Regions from separate parts of the Zea mays genome. Here region 1 is linked to region 2. A link is a contact called in public Hi-C data. All regions are on one chromosome and are shown on one strand. The core of a region is the stretch at or near the end of the contact, and the rest is flanking DNA. Distances in the headings are between cores, read along the strand shown.

Region 1 (7,831 bases), core at 1,443-3,942, 420 kb after region 2:
TCTTAAGGGTGGGAACACCACCGCTGGCAGGTTGTAGCTTGGGCTCAACAGGCGGGCGTGGAGCTAAGGCAGCCAACGGCAGGGAGAGAGCTGGCGCCACAGTACGGTTGCTGTGGGTACGGGCGCAGGTCTCATGCCATTTCTTCTCAAGCTCCTCGGCAGCCTCATTCTGCTTCAACTCTTGCTCCTTGGTCTGTGAAAGCACAAATGACTATGTCAATCGCCTTTCCATTAGAACCAATGCTAGTTTTACAAGCTAATAACGCATAGAAAAGACGCAAACCTGCGGTTGATCCCTGCTGGGCTGCATCCAGTGTGGCAAACCAGGCTTAGCGGCCTCAGGACTTGACGCTGGCTTTTCCTTCTGCTCCGCTAGCAGCTTGGCAAGCTCACGGTCATAACTACCCTTGCAAAGCAGGCACATAGCAGGCTTAGCCTTCAGAGGATGGTCACTCCCTGCCCCTGGCGGCCATCGGAGTGCCGTTGGCGTCACCGGCATAGGCCGGAGAGCAGGCGATAACATCCCCACTGAGTTGCCCAGAATTCCAATGCCTCCAGGCCTATAAATTTCAGTAAATTGATCAGATCATCTGTTTTTATTAAGCTGCATACACCAATCAATTTAACCTAAAAGATTAAGCTAATAGAAGGAGGTGGACAATTCACTTATATTATATTCTAACACTCTCTTCATGTCAAGCCTCTTTTACATCTCTGACGTGAAATATAGAAGTGAGCAACAATTATTTTATTTAATTGGGCTAACCAGGATTCGAGCTCAAAACTCTAACCAATTCAACATCAATTCAATACAATATTAGGAGAAGTTAGACAATCCATTTATACATTCAACATTTACAGGATAGAGAGGAAGGTGCAAACATACAAATAAAGAAGTGGAGGCACAAACATCTGCCAAACTTTTTAGATTATCAGAAAAGGCGCCAAACTTTTTATAGTACTAGCAATCATGATGTACTATTCAACTGTAGGAATTTTTGGTTATCGAGTACTATAAACTAATTTTATTATTTTACTCTGGTCCAAGACAACGGAAAAACTGGAACAAGTTTGAGTCACCAACAGCAAAAACAACAAGAACTGCATCAGACATGGTAGATGCAGAGAAGAAAGCGAAAAAGCGCCGAAAAAACATACCTGAGAGCTGCGCCGGCGAGCGGCGCGCTGCGGGCGATAGGCACGGCCTGGAGGTCCCAATCAGCCTCCATGGTTGGGTGGTAGACCTTGCATCGGAGGTAGGTGGCGCACGCGGCTGTACCGACGGCCCAGACCTTACGGCTTCCGAACGGCCCCAGCAGCCGCGCCATCTCCGACACCACCGCCTTGCCCCCCTCTGACGCTGCTGCCGCCGGCCCGTCCACCAGCCACTTGAGATCGCCAAGATCAAGGACCACGGCGCCGTGGTCAGCGAGGATCCTCTGGACCATCGCGCCCAGGTCCCCGATCCTCGCCGCCATGGCGGCCTTGTCGCCGGCGAGCTTGGCGAGGTCCGCCTCGAGCGGCAAGACCTTCGCTCCGGCGAGAGCATGGGAGTCAGACGTCGGGATCCTGCGTACCGCCTCCCTCAGCACCGCATCTGGCCCGGCGTCGCCGACCAGCACCGGGTTGCGGCGCGCCGGCTTGAGCATGACGTCGAGCACCTTGCGTACGTCGTCCCTGCCGCCGCCAACGCCTGCGGCGGCAGCGAGGCGAGGGTTGATGTAGGCGTTGGTTGGGCCGACTCGCGGGAACGGAGAGGGGGACGGGGCCACAGGCGTAGTCGCGGCGACAGTCGGGGTGGACACGACGGCGGCGGCGGAGGGCGACGGGAGCGACTGCTCGATGGTGGTCTTGACGGCTGCGGACGAGAAGGAGGCCTCGCGCATGACGCGGCTGACTGACGGGTCATCGAGGATGGAGAGGACGAGCTGCTCGAGCTCGACCTTGACGGCGAGCAGCGGCTGCTGCGCGGCCTCGGGGCACCCCCGGCGCTGCTGCGCCTGCGCGCGCTTGAGCGCCGCAACGAGCGCGTTCGACACGGGCGGCCCCGACGCATGCGCCGCTGCCGAGGCCGCGGCCGCGGCCGGCAGCCTGTCGAGGGCGACGGAGAAGCAGAGCTCGAGGGCGCGGCACTGCAGCGGGTGAGCGCCGCCGGCGCCACCAGCGGCGCCAGGTCCAGCACCGGTGGCGGCCGCGCGAGCGCACGCCTGGCGCAGCAGACCGGCCGGCGCGGCGAGCAGCGCGGCGGCGACGTGGAGCGGCGTGGTCTGGCCGTGCCTCCTCCGCGCGGCCTCGTCGATGGCCCGCGCCAGCGCCGCCGCCGCCTCCGGCGTGAGCGTCTGCTGGATGGTGCTGAGATCCGCCCTCATCGCTGCCGCCCGCCGCTCATCAATCGATCGGAGAGCGCACCGAAAAGGAATCCCCTTTTGGCTGGGTGACCAGGTAGTAGTTGTTGCTCGGCGCCGCCCTGGAAGTCGGAGGACGTCGGCGCCTCCGAGGGTGGAAAAAGGAGAGGCTTGGAGGGGAGCGGAGGGGGTAGTATCGAGAGAGAGAGAGAGAGAGAGAGAGAGAAGGAGGGAGTCCGGTGAGAGCAGAGAAGGCGAGAACTGAAGTAGTAGTAGGCTAGTAGCAGAGGAGGGGCGAGAAAGGGAGGCGAATAGAATCTTCGTCTCCTACAACATCTTCCCGACGTCGCATTTTACCACGACACCATCTTGTTTTTACCCACGCGATCCATGGAAGGAGGCGAACAGATTTTTTTTTCCTTGTTTTTTTTCTGTTATTATAAATAAATTGTGTACTCATCCGGCGCGAATTAGTATTTGCATTAGCTCTTAGGCTAGCCGCAGTGAATGACTAGAACCGGAACGCTATGCGGATAGAGTTAACGTGAGTGCTGCAGCCGTGTACTGGGACCGGTACGCTAAGGCAAGCAAGCAAACCGGAAACCTTAAATGTAGAGTTGCAGCAACGTCTACTGCATACGTCTGCTCCGTGCACCAGGAGAGAGGCGGGGCCGGAGGCAGCAAAGGTTGTGGGACCCGAGGCGGGGCACCAGGAGAGAGAAATAATAGAATATATGGTATAGAGTAAACATGAGTGCGGAGGATTGTGATATAGAGTAAAGAATTTTGCTGACCAGGACAGAATATTCTTTTTAGGGTAGAAATTTAGAGTAGTATGAGTGCGGATAGCCTTAGAGCCTATAGTTAGGAACTCTTTGGAAGGGTTTCACTTTAAAAAGTTTAGGTATACTTTAGTTTTTTCTATCTAAATAGGTCTAAAGTTCTAGCTTTTAAAAAATAAACTAGAGACCATCTTCAAAAAAATTACGAAGCTCCTCAAAGGAAGTTTCAAAAACACTATATTCAGAGGCGAATTTAGAGGGTTGTCGGATCAGCCGACCCCGAATCTTTACTACTAATTAAGTATGTACTGTAGGCGTCCACTGGTGCACATTCTGCCGGCTCCCGCCTCGCCCGCGGATCCCCACCCTCCTCCCCAACGCCCGTGAATCCCTCACCCTCCTCCCCACCGCCGCCGCTCGACCACGGTTTCGTCGCACTCCTTCCTTCGAGCGCTCCTCGCATCCCGCTCGCCCGCCGCGCTCGATTCCTCCTTCCTTCGATGGCGCTCCTCGCATCCCGCCCGCCCACCGCGCTCGGCCGGCTCACCAACCTCCGCGCGCTTTCGCTCTGCTCCAACCGCGTCCTCGGGACCATCCCCAACAACGTGCTCCAGCTGCCGGGCCTCAAGGCGTTGTTCCTGCAGCACAACCTGCTGTCCGGCCCCATCCCGCCGGGAATCCAGAGGCTCGGCGGCCTCGAGCGCCTGGTCCTCTCCTACTTGTCGGGTCCCATCCCCTTCACGCTCAACAGCCTCACCGCGCTACGCGTGCTCAGGCTCGACGGCAACCGCCTCTCCGGGAGCATTCCCAGCATCAGCATCGCGGGTCTCGGCTCCTTCGATGTCTCCGACAACAACCTCAACGGCCCCATCCCCAAATCGCTCTCGCACTTCCCACGGGAATCCTTCGTCGGGAACCTCCAGCTCTGCGGGGACCCGCTTCCGCCCTGCAGCAGCCCGTTCTTTCCCCCAGCGCCGTCGCCCGGCGGGCCCGGCCCCGCGCCGGGCTCATCCAAGAAGCAGAAGCTCTCCGGGGCCGCAATCGCGGGTATCGTCGTGGGTGCCGTAGTGGTGGGGCTCCTCCTCCTCATCGCCACCGTGCTCTGCGTGGTGTCCAAACGTCGTGGCGCCGACGCCCGCGACATCCGCGGCGGCCAGGGGGCAGCCCCCGCCGGCGTCCGGCGTGGGCAGCGTCTTGACGTCCTCGTCCAAGGAGGACCTCGGAGGAGACGCATTCGGGTCGGCCGCGGCAGTCGCAGCGGCGGCCGCCGCCGCCGCGGGGGAGCAGAGCCGACTGGTGTTCGTTGGGAAGGGCGCCGGGTACAGCTTCAACCTGGAGGACCTGCTGCGCCCGTCGGCGGAGGTGCTGGGCAAAGGCAGCGTGGGGACGTCGTACAAGGCAGTGCTGGAGGAAGGCACGACGGTGGTGGTGAAGCGACTCAAGGACGTGGCGGTGCAGCGGCGCGAGTTCGACGCGCACATGGAGGCGCTCGGCAGGGTGGAGCACCAGAACGTGCTCCCCATCCGCGCCTACTACTTCTCCAAGGACGAGAAGCTCCTCGTCTACGACTACCTCCCCAACGGCAGCCTCTCTGCCATGCTCCACGGTCAGTGTCCAACCTCTTTTCATCCTCGCGCTTACTGGAGATCTTGTCTGTGTGTTACTGTGGACCGGAATCAGGGATTGAAAATCTTACTATATGTGCAGTATTGATTTCTGGTGGAGGCATTGCTCATGGCATAATATTTGACATCATGCAAGAAAGATGCAAATACAAAATACGAGATGCTACAACTATATCCTACCGCCTTTGAAATATTTTGTGGCCTCGAAAACATTCCCCATGATCTAACTGTGGGTCTATAAACATCTTCATCTTCTTCTGTCTCAATAACAGTTGAAGGGGGTTCTATCCCAGCCTTGTCAGCTTCATTTGGTATAGTAGTCGATTGAGATGCTTCCCCTAACTCCCCGTTGTCTACCGGTTGGATTTCAGTTCGGCGAGGAGACTTGTCGAATTTGCTCGGGTCTCCAAATATTATGTCCACCTCAGGAAAATTGTCATCTCGTAAAGGCTCAAAAGCTGGAGCTAGCCCAGGTGGTAGACCTTTAGAACATTTTTTCTCAAAGAAGTCGAGACCCAAAAAATCAGCCTCATCAAACTCGTACCCTCCTCTCTTGCCAAATGAGACTTCTTCACTTGTGGCATCCAAATGGTCAGCTTTTTATTAGTGAAAATTGTATTTATTTAGTTCATCTGCAGTTATGTTTTCTGACATCATGCATAATATTTGAGGAAACGCCAGTCTATCCTGATGGGCGGGTTTGTATCTCTATTCTTCATCCACCCGGTGAAGATCCAAACGGTTATGAGCTCGCAAGTGAGCGATGGACACCTGTGCACACAGTATGGCTTCGTATACTTTGTTTACATACCTTTTTCCCCATTTTTATCTTCTGTTCTCCATTATGAAGCCATTATTATATTACCAAATTTACTGGGATGTATCATCCAAACAACATTCAGAAGTTCACTGGTAGATCTGTAATGGTGAAGTTGCAGGGGTTGCCTCCCCATTTATTCTGATGATTATCTTGTTCTAATGATTATCGTAATCACCTCTTATTCTGATGATTATTTTGTGTTTGATTGCCTAGTAAATTCTCAAGTCGTCTGTGCAGTTTTTGTTTTGTTTACAAGAATGTCCCTTGATCTCATGATATGGTGACTTGTGAAGACTTTGGATAATCAAAATGTTTGAGGATTAGGCTTTGGTCAATTTGATTGTGCCTTCCTGAGACAATCGGTGCTGCCCTCTTTTGGCATAGGTTTCTGGACCTTTGCAGTCCTAAAAAAATTCAACCTAGCAGTAATGCAGTATATATTCTAGCAGTTGTACCACAACAATTTATCCATGGATCATAAGCAACTGCACTAATCAAACTGAGACCAAGTCACCAAGAACGATATTGTCTGGTAGCTATTGAGACTAAGGATGATATTAATTGGTAGCTGATGAAGATATACCATAAACTTATGGGTTCAATGAACATAAATTTTAGTGAGGTGGGCAAGGGCTACAAGGAGCCATTTTATATAACCAAAGTAAGACTGACTTCATGTGGCGTTTTGGGAGATACAAGGTTCAAAATAGTAATTGACCTTATAACTCAAAAATTGTTAGCATGAACAAGGCAGAGGCATTTTCAAGTTCAAAAGATTGAAAAATGAGAATCATAACTGGTACGGGTTTGTATAAATTATTTAATTCGTCCAAAGAAATTTCAAATATTATCCATCACGTGCCCGATGAACTTGATATATTATCGGTACTACACCAGAGGACAAATCAAAGACAGTCATGAGCATCACATTCTTTTTTTTCAATTAAAAGAAAGTGCACTAAGTATCCCAGGTTACTACAAAGCCAGAAAATGTTGTATGGGTATTAGACTTTATGGACTAAACAAATATTTCTTTTGGTCTCAAGTCATGTATTTTGACTATCTTTTTTGATAACCTTTCGTTTTTGTTCAGTCCAGTTGACTGCATTCTTTGGACTTTAGCTGCGCGATCTGTGCCGAAAGCATTGAGCAATTGCAGTTGAGTCTACAGGTGCAGTCGACTTAAGTGCAGAGTGCAAAGGAACAGTTTCGTCTCCTAAACATCCTATGTCAACCAGTTTCAGCAAACTGCAAGAGAATTAATTCACTTAACATGGAAAATGTCATATCAACTAAGATATTCCTGATTTCATAACATGTTGTCCCTTTATAGTTCTAGAGTTCCATTTTTTTTAAAAAAAGTTTGTTTGTTTTGCAGTTTTCTATAGATTTACCCAGCAAAATCACCCAGCTTGGAAGCCAGCAATGACACCTGGATTTGTAAGTTTGCTCTGATCCTATTGACAGGTTTGACATAGAATGTCACTTTTAAATTTTCTCCCTAATAAGATACTCCCTGCATCTGCATCCAATTTTGATCTTTGTATGGGCAGCGAGATCAAATAGTGTGCATGCATGTTATATTGATTATTTTGCATGTAGCCAGTATAGACAGCAAAGCTGCATGTATGTTCTCATGTAGGTGAGGTGAGGGATATCCTAGAAGAGGAAAGACTGTACCAGGGGGGTCCTTAGGAAACTTCACTATGGGGTCTCGTAGTCTCTTTGTCGTTCTAGCATTCTCAAACTAGCCCTCACCATGACAGCTTTTTCCTTCCAATTTGGTTCCCTATTTATATATATTGGTTATTTAAGGTGCTTTTACAACATGCATTGGATAACCACCCCAAACATGCATTTAAGGTGCTTTTACTTTACTGTTTTCAGTTAACAACAAGTTTCGTTTCTCCCTTAGGATCAAAATAACTTTGAATCGGGTATTGATACTATATCAGATAGATGATTTCTTCTTTATTAAAGTTTATGTAGCCTGATGCAAGATTGGAGAGTGAATTGTGATGCCCAGCTTCGTATTCTGGTCTTGTAGCATTAGTGGAAGAAAAGGACAATCAAATCCAGAAGGTATCTGCTACTTGATTTTTTCATGTGTATTCATCCCAACATCTTTGTACATCAAGAAACATAGTAACCATAGTGAACTAACTGCACATGTTGCATACGTCATTTAGCATGACGACTTCAATGACATGATGTAAAATTTCACTTGTTTGTTGCAGATAGAGAAAGAAATTAAGGAAC
Region 2 (7,057 bases), core at 2,603-5,102:
TTAACATCTTCTGGTTTGAAGCACCTCTTTGATAGTAACCTTATGGTTTGTTTTCTGCTCTATGTAATGTAACAAACCGAGGAGTTATTACAATATTATAAGCAGCAAACTAGGATGAGGACAGTGAACTTATTTATGTGTTTACTTCATTTGTTTCTCTTGTGAAGAGTGTCCAGGCATGAAAATATGTAAATCTGTACATAAATAAGTTCACAATATTGCCCAATTAATAATTCAAGTATGGTAGTGCTCATCATGCTTTAATGGAAGTTTGTTCATGATCAGGACATATTCTGTAGCAATGTTTTTACATGCTCTTCCTCTTGATAGATGAATTTACCCATGTTGAACATATACAATGATACAACATATAGAAATGCAAATTTAACAGTGATAACATTTTCCCCTTTCTCTACTCTCTAGGCATCTGGATAATCTTCTTCTAACTGATGATGGACGCCTTTTTCATGTTGACTTTGCTTTTATCCTTGGGCGAGACCCAAAGCCATTTCCGCCACCGATGAAGTTGTGTAAGGAAATGGTTGAGGCCATGGGTGGTGCAGAAAGGTAGTTAGTTGAACAATTTTGCCAAGTCTTTGCTTTTATGTTTCAGCAGATGGATACTCTCAAAAACTTGCTTTTGTGTTTCAGCCAATATTACACAAGGTTCAAGTCCTACTGCTGCGAAGCATACAACATTCTGAGGAAGTCCAGCAGTCTCATTTTGAATCTATTCAAGCTGATGGAGCGATCAGGCATTCCGGACATCTCTGCCGATGAAAGCGGAGGTCTCAAGGTAAATTGGTTATATTTATGAGCTCAGGAGCATGTGGGCTCCACAAGGAGCATTCAAAAACTCAAAATGACATGCTCTTTGTTTGTGTGGTGCATCGTCGATCAGCTCCAGGAGAAATTCCGGTTGGATCTGGACGACGAGGAGGCTATACATTTCTTCCAGGATCTTATCAACGATAGCGTGAGTGCTCTGTTCCCTCAAATGGTTGAGACCATCCATAGATGGGCTCAATATTGGCGGTAACACAAGCTAATGTCGTAGAAGCAAGTGTGAATCTGTACATGGTGAGTTGGGCAATACTTCCCTGTTGTTGTGATATTGTTTGATCTGGGAGTTTGATATTCTCTTGGCAAGCGAACTGATATATTGATTTTTTTGGTTGGTTTTGGTGTTCACTCCAGCTGACTGTCACAAGCCACGGTAATAAGCGAGAAACGACACTGATGGATGGAAGCCTAGGCGCCTAGCATTTGGGGTTCAAGCTGCGCCGCATCTGCGAATTGATTGGGCTGATGCAGGGCATGGGCAATCTTCTCGTGCCGGTGACACCCAGGAATTCGGGTTGTCAGTTGTCACTTGTGATAGTAGAATTCCGTCACGCACTGCTGTAGACCTATGGGCATTCGTCAGATGTATATATGCGTTAATGTATAAAATCAACTTCAGTAGCAAATTTGTGAATACCGGAATACGTGATGGTTTAGGGCCTGTTTGTTTACCCCATGGATTATATAATCTGGATTATTTTTGGAGGATTATATAATCTGGATTATATAATCTGAGTAGTTCTGTTTGTTTACCCAGATTATTTGAGTTGTTAATAGGATTCTTTTGTATGAGGAAGACAAGAATGCCCTCTATATTTGTACTAGGTTGAAACTCATATATGAGATGAACAATGTAACAAACGTTTCTGAGTATTCATAATTTATTACATAAATAATTTTAAAAAATTCAATTGACATTGACAAATATTGCATTAGCAATATTATCACGGAAGGCGAAAAAACGATTCGGTGGATTATAATGGCAATGGTGGGTAATTTCTAGGAAACTTGAAAGGGTAGTGGGGAAGTGGGAAAAAATAATCTGAAATAAGTACCTCCTCACTTGCTTATGGATTATCATAATCTAAGGGGTTAGATTATATAATCTGGGCAAATAAGCTAGACTGTTTGTTTGTCTCTTAGAATTATTTAATCCAGATTATATAATCTGGGGGATAAACAAACAGGCCCTTAAGTTCTTTAGTAGTTTGTAATGATAAGACTAGCCTGCCAGGTGCCAGCAGTCTCAGGAGCATGTGGGCTCTACAAGGAGATTAGCAGCTGCTGGAGCATTATTGTGAAACTACCAAGTCTTATATGATAGCAATATCTTTTGCTCATACAAGTAGTCATAACTCGCAAGTAATGGAAAACATGTCATGCATGAGGAAGTATTGCTGTGACAGGCATATTCCTTGTTGGAATGCTCAAATGGTATGAGGCGACATAGATAAAGTACTTTGTGCCACATAGAATGCTCAGTGGTACGCTCATGATTAACCGAAATACAGAATATTGAGTCTAATACAACGGTCACTCATCATGCCAAAGGTGTCGAATTTAACCAAACCATCAGAGCATTATACAAGATTGTCCAATTTAACCAAACTATCATAGCGTTATACAAGATTTAGTCAATAGAATGTGAGTCTGAGGGGTAGTAAGCACTATCAAATTTAACTTTTTAATCAGGCGCATCCTTATGTAGAAATGTAATAATAAGTGGAAGACGCCAGTTTCAATTATCTACTATACTTCTCAAGGTGCAAGGAGAATAAGTCTTGATACAATAATTTGGTGACAAATGCAAACGTACCTCAATCTTTCTGTTTCACTTATCCCCAATCCAATTTTAGAATAATATTATTTTGGTTAAGATAGTGAATGACTCAAAGCATGAGACAGAGTAATCTAGCATACTAGCAGGTGCAGGCTATAGGTGTACATTTGGGCCGGGCCTGATGGGCCGGCCCGAAGCACGGAAAAAAAAGCACGGCCCAGGCACGACACGACCCGAAATAATTTAGTGCCGGGCCGGCACGACCCGTTATATCGGGCCGGGTTTGGGCCGAGGTCACGGCCCATGAGCGGGCACGAGCACGACCCGTTTAAGGCAGGCACGAAAAGGCCCATATAGAGGCACGAAAAGGCCCATATATTTATTAAAACACACTTCATTCCACACTTTCATATACTTGATAAAGAACACAAAGCTAGAGATAATACTAGTTAGATGTTTTTTTGTATCTTTGAATTAGAGTGTGTGATGTAATTTTACTTTTGTTATGAACATTAGACAATAAACTGAACTTATGAACTTTGTATAGAGCTGATTATACTCTTTTTTCTTCTAACAAAATGATTTATAAACGAGGTAGTCATTGCATAGCTGTGGTAACATTAATACAAATATTAAGTTTGATTTTGTTCAAATTTATTTGTCTTATCTTTTATTTGTTTTATTATTTTGTTGAATTTAGGGCCGTAATGTGAATTTCGGGCCAAAAACTGAATTTCGGGCCAAAAACTGAATTTCGGACTTTTATAATTTCGGGCCGCCCGAAATAAGCCCGGCACGTTTAAGCAATTACGGGCCGGGCCGTGGGCCGAGGGCGAGGCCCATGGGCCGGCCCGGCACGGCCCGAAATTCAAACGGGCCGGGCCGACCCGAAATTCAAACAATATGGGCCTTTTCGGGCTTGGGCCGGGCCGGGCCGGGCGGCCCGAATGTACACCTATAGTGCAGGCCACCATGCAGACATGGGTACTCAAATGAGTACCCAAAATTTTAGTAAAAAAATAAAAAAATATAAATAAAATATGTATACGTAAAACCTACCTATTCAACGGCCCCCACAACCCTTCTCTCTCGTGGCTCTCCCTAACTTCCGCTGGCTTTAGGCTTCGTGCATGTGCGGTTGTGTCATCGTTCGTTGTTTCCTAGCAATTGCCCGCCGCTGCCATCTGCCCACGCGTGCGGCGTGCCCTCGCCGTCAGCCACGCACAACTGTTCACCAGATGTTGTTGTTCGACCTACACCCCACTGTCCACATCCACTACTCTACCGACCGGCCACCGTGACACCGTCCCATTGGCTCGTGAGTCACGCACAGCCATCCACCACGACACCATTCCATCCAATCCATAGACCATAGAATCACTTCAACAATTCAACTCGGTACGATAACTACCGTTTGTTTAGCTAGAATTGAGAAACATAAATTTGGTTCTTCTGGCAATAGCCAATTAACCATGATTATTACATACCAATGTTTTTACCCTTTAACAATTTTGAATACTCATCTTTCAAATCCTAGGCTCACCACTGCATGCTAGTGACAACAAAAAGAATTCAACACATCCTACACATGCTAGTTGCTAATCTCAGCGGATTTAACAAGTATTAAACATGTTCACAGTTTAGAAAAATGAACTTAGCTCAACATAATTGTATCACGGTGAGCAAAATGAGCCTAAGCTTGCCCAAACATCATCATGTACACATGAACATACTACCAATAGCATAATCATATTCTAACAGCTATACACAACAAGCTCAAAATGCTATATGATACATGATGTGATGCAAATATGATACAAAAAGCCAAACTAAAAGCAAAAAGTGCAAAGAAGAGAAGCTCTACGGTACAACTAAAACAACTTCGCTCCTATAAAAAAGAAAACACACACCTAGCTCCCCTCCCAAGTGCGCAAATGTGGCTTAATTAAGGGGTTCGGTGAGGATATCGACAAGCTGTTTATAAGTGTTAACATGTCATAAGTCTATGTCCCATTTCTCATAATGATCTCTTAGAAAATGAAAGCAGACATCTATATGCTTTGTTTTGGAGCATATCACTAGATTGTTTTGCAACACTTATGGAACCAGTGCTGTCACAAATCAAAGGCACTCGCTAAAACTGTGAGCCTAAGTCTCTCAAAGTGGCCATCATCTAAAGCAACTGTAAGTGACAATTAGTGATAGCAACATACTCAACCTCTATAGTGGATTGGGATATGGTATAATGTTTGCGAGAAAACCAATAAACCAGTAAAGAACAAAAAATGACAAGCCCTAGAACTTGACTTGCGATCCAAAGAATGATAGGATTGAAGAAGAGGAATACCAAAGACTAAATTTTGGAGTAAAACAAAGGTACATCATGATCCTTTTGACTACGTACTTATGGGATGTGCACGAGGGCGCCTAAAACTGAGCACATAGACACACAATAATATATATATTGGATCTCACTGCCATCAAGTACAAAAGTGAGCCAACACACTTCTATACTCCTTTTGACAGTGGCGGACCCACAGGTTATGCTGGGTATGCACCGACATACCCTGTAAAACCTTCGATTGCATGTATATCGTATATGTAAAAACTAAATGAAAAAAGAGAAAAAACATAGTGCACTGGACAGTAAGGCGTCATGACGGGAGGCCCATTAGGCCATTGAGACTAGGCCCGAGCGACAACGTAGTGCACTGGACGTTTCATTTTTCTAACTCCGTAGTGCCCTGTAGACTACAGTCTGTTGCCGTTTCAATTTTCTAGTGCTCTGCATGTTTCATTTTTCTAATCTAATCTTGATCGAAGAGAACGGAGCCCTAGCCCTAGTGCCATGTCGTAGTCCGTCGCCGCCTTGCTCTAAATCGGAGGATCACTTTACATGTCTCATCTGCGACATATATCAGATTATCAGATATAATCATGGTCTCTCGAAGGTTCGTTATCTAGATCTGTCGTCGTACTATATATGGTTTTACCGAATTGTATAAGACATTTTTTTGCATCGCATACCCTGTGGTCAAATCCTAGGTCCGCCATTGCCTTTTGGTCCACAGGCTCATCATCCTCATTAGCATCCAACACCATTGTGATTGATACAAGTATTAAGAGAGACTTTGCCTCACTGGTGTCAAACTTCTTTAGGACATCCTTTGTATATTTGCCTTGGTGCACAAAAGTCCCATCTAGGTTCTTGATATGTAGCTCAAGAAAGAAGTTGAGCCCTCCATCTCAAATTCCATGCTCATGGTATCTAAAAATTTGGCAACAAGAGCATGATAAGAACCACCAAAGATGATATCATCCATACAAACACAATAATACTCAGAATATTGCTATAATATGTCCACACTACACCTATGTGTTATAATGAGTTGTAGTTGTTTCCATTTTACACCAAGAATTACATTACTGACTGGACACATTGTTTGATGTTGCCTAGAGTAACATATATTTGCTTGAGGATATTGAAACATATGCATGTCTAGCCAGTAGGTGGTGGTGTTTATTGATACTTGCTTTAGTATAAGGCTTTGTAATTTTTAGTTCTAGTTTTTGTTAATTAAATTGACAACAGTCTTTCTATAGTTTTCTTAATTCTACTTTTTCTTAATTACAACCGTGTTTTATCTGAATTTATTTACATTATTCTGGCATGAAGTAGTAAAGCTAATATTTTCTAATATCCCAATCTTATTCTTTTAGTCAGCAAGTGGATAAGGTTTCAAGTGGAGGCTCAGAATCAGGAGAACACGATTGAGGTGATGACATGTTGCACTACTAGGAAACCCTCAAGTGTTGCATAAATGTTAGGAAGTCTTATACTACCGCGAGTTTTATAAAATTACGAAATAATGAGTGACCAATACACCGGTTTATGATTTTAGACACTATTTCAATGAACTGTCAACTTATTGAATGATTCATTATAATTAATACATGTGAGTGCAATCACTTTTATTATGTTTTACTATTTCTAAAATGACAATTTATTAAACCAGAATCCAATGCTACTAGCGTTGCAATACAACTATGTCAACAAACGACTATGTGTGGCAATATGGTATATGATAACTGATAGTTGCCTAGAGGGAGTGAATAGGCAACACCTGAAATTTCACAATCTAAAACAATCTAGAATACCAAATTAAGTGTTAGTTCAAAAACTAGATCAAATAGAGTAAGGAGAGAGTGAAGTTCTTGCACTTGACGATGCTCTTTCTTAAACACAAAATAAATATGAGAGCAATATCACAAGGGAAGATAATAGCAAGAACTTGGAGTTAGAGAGATGAAAAACAAATTGCAGTAATTAAAGAACAAAAGACACACCAATTTATTTGATCGAGGTTCGGCTCCAAAGAACATATGTCCCAGTTTTGGTGTTGAAAGCACCTAGAGGGGGGGTGAATATGTGAA

What was found. A called contact is a pair of places that touch in the nucleus more often than the background predicts.
Region 1: a Hi-C map of tassel shows a contact between it and region 2, with 4 times the contacts expected there. The contact joins the promoter of LOC103653403 here to the enhancer-like site in region 2. A contact is called at or near these places in 6 of 25 Hi-C or Micro-C datasets (bundle sheath, ear, endosperm and 2 more).

The regions. Positions count from the first base shown.
Region 1 is chr4:74,964,962-74,972,792 of Zm-B73-REFERENCE-NAM-5.0, forward strand. It overlaps LOC103653403 (Protein SUPPRESSOR OF MAX2 1), which reads right to left and starts at 2,693. Exons shown (of 3, transcript XM_008680320.4): 1 at 1,159-2,693; 2 at 284-560; 3 at 1-193. The coding sequence starts at 2,369. It also overlaps the pseudogene LOC103655348.
Region 2 is chr4:74,547,114-74,554,170 of Zm-B73-REFERENCE-NAM-5.0, forward strand. LOC103653397 (phosphatidylinositol 3-kinase, root isoform) reads left to right here. Exons shown (of 18, transcript XM_008680312.3): 15 at 424-567; 16 at 652-796; 17 at 902-1,080; 18 at 1,198-1,716. The coding sequence ends at 1,039. Among protein-coding and RNA genes, the nearest start is that of LOC109946023, 7.3 kb to the left of the region's middle. Within about 2 kb of position 3,853, at least 15 of the 20 cell types and tissues checked have an H3K27ac peak or open chromatin away from gene starts, as enhancers often do. A contact at or near this core is called in bundle sheath, ear, leaf and 1 more, where this site is marked.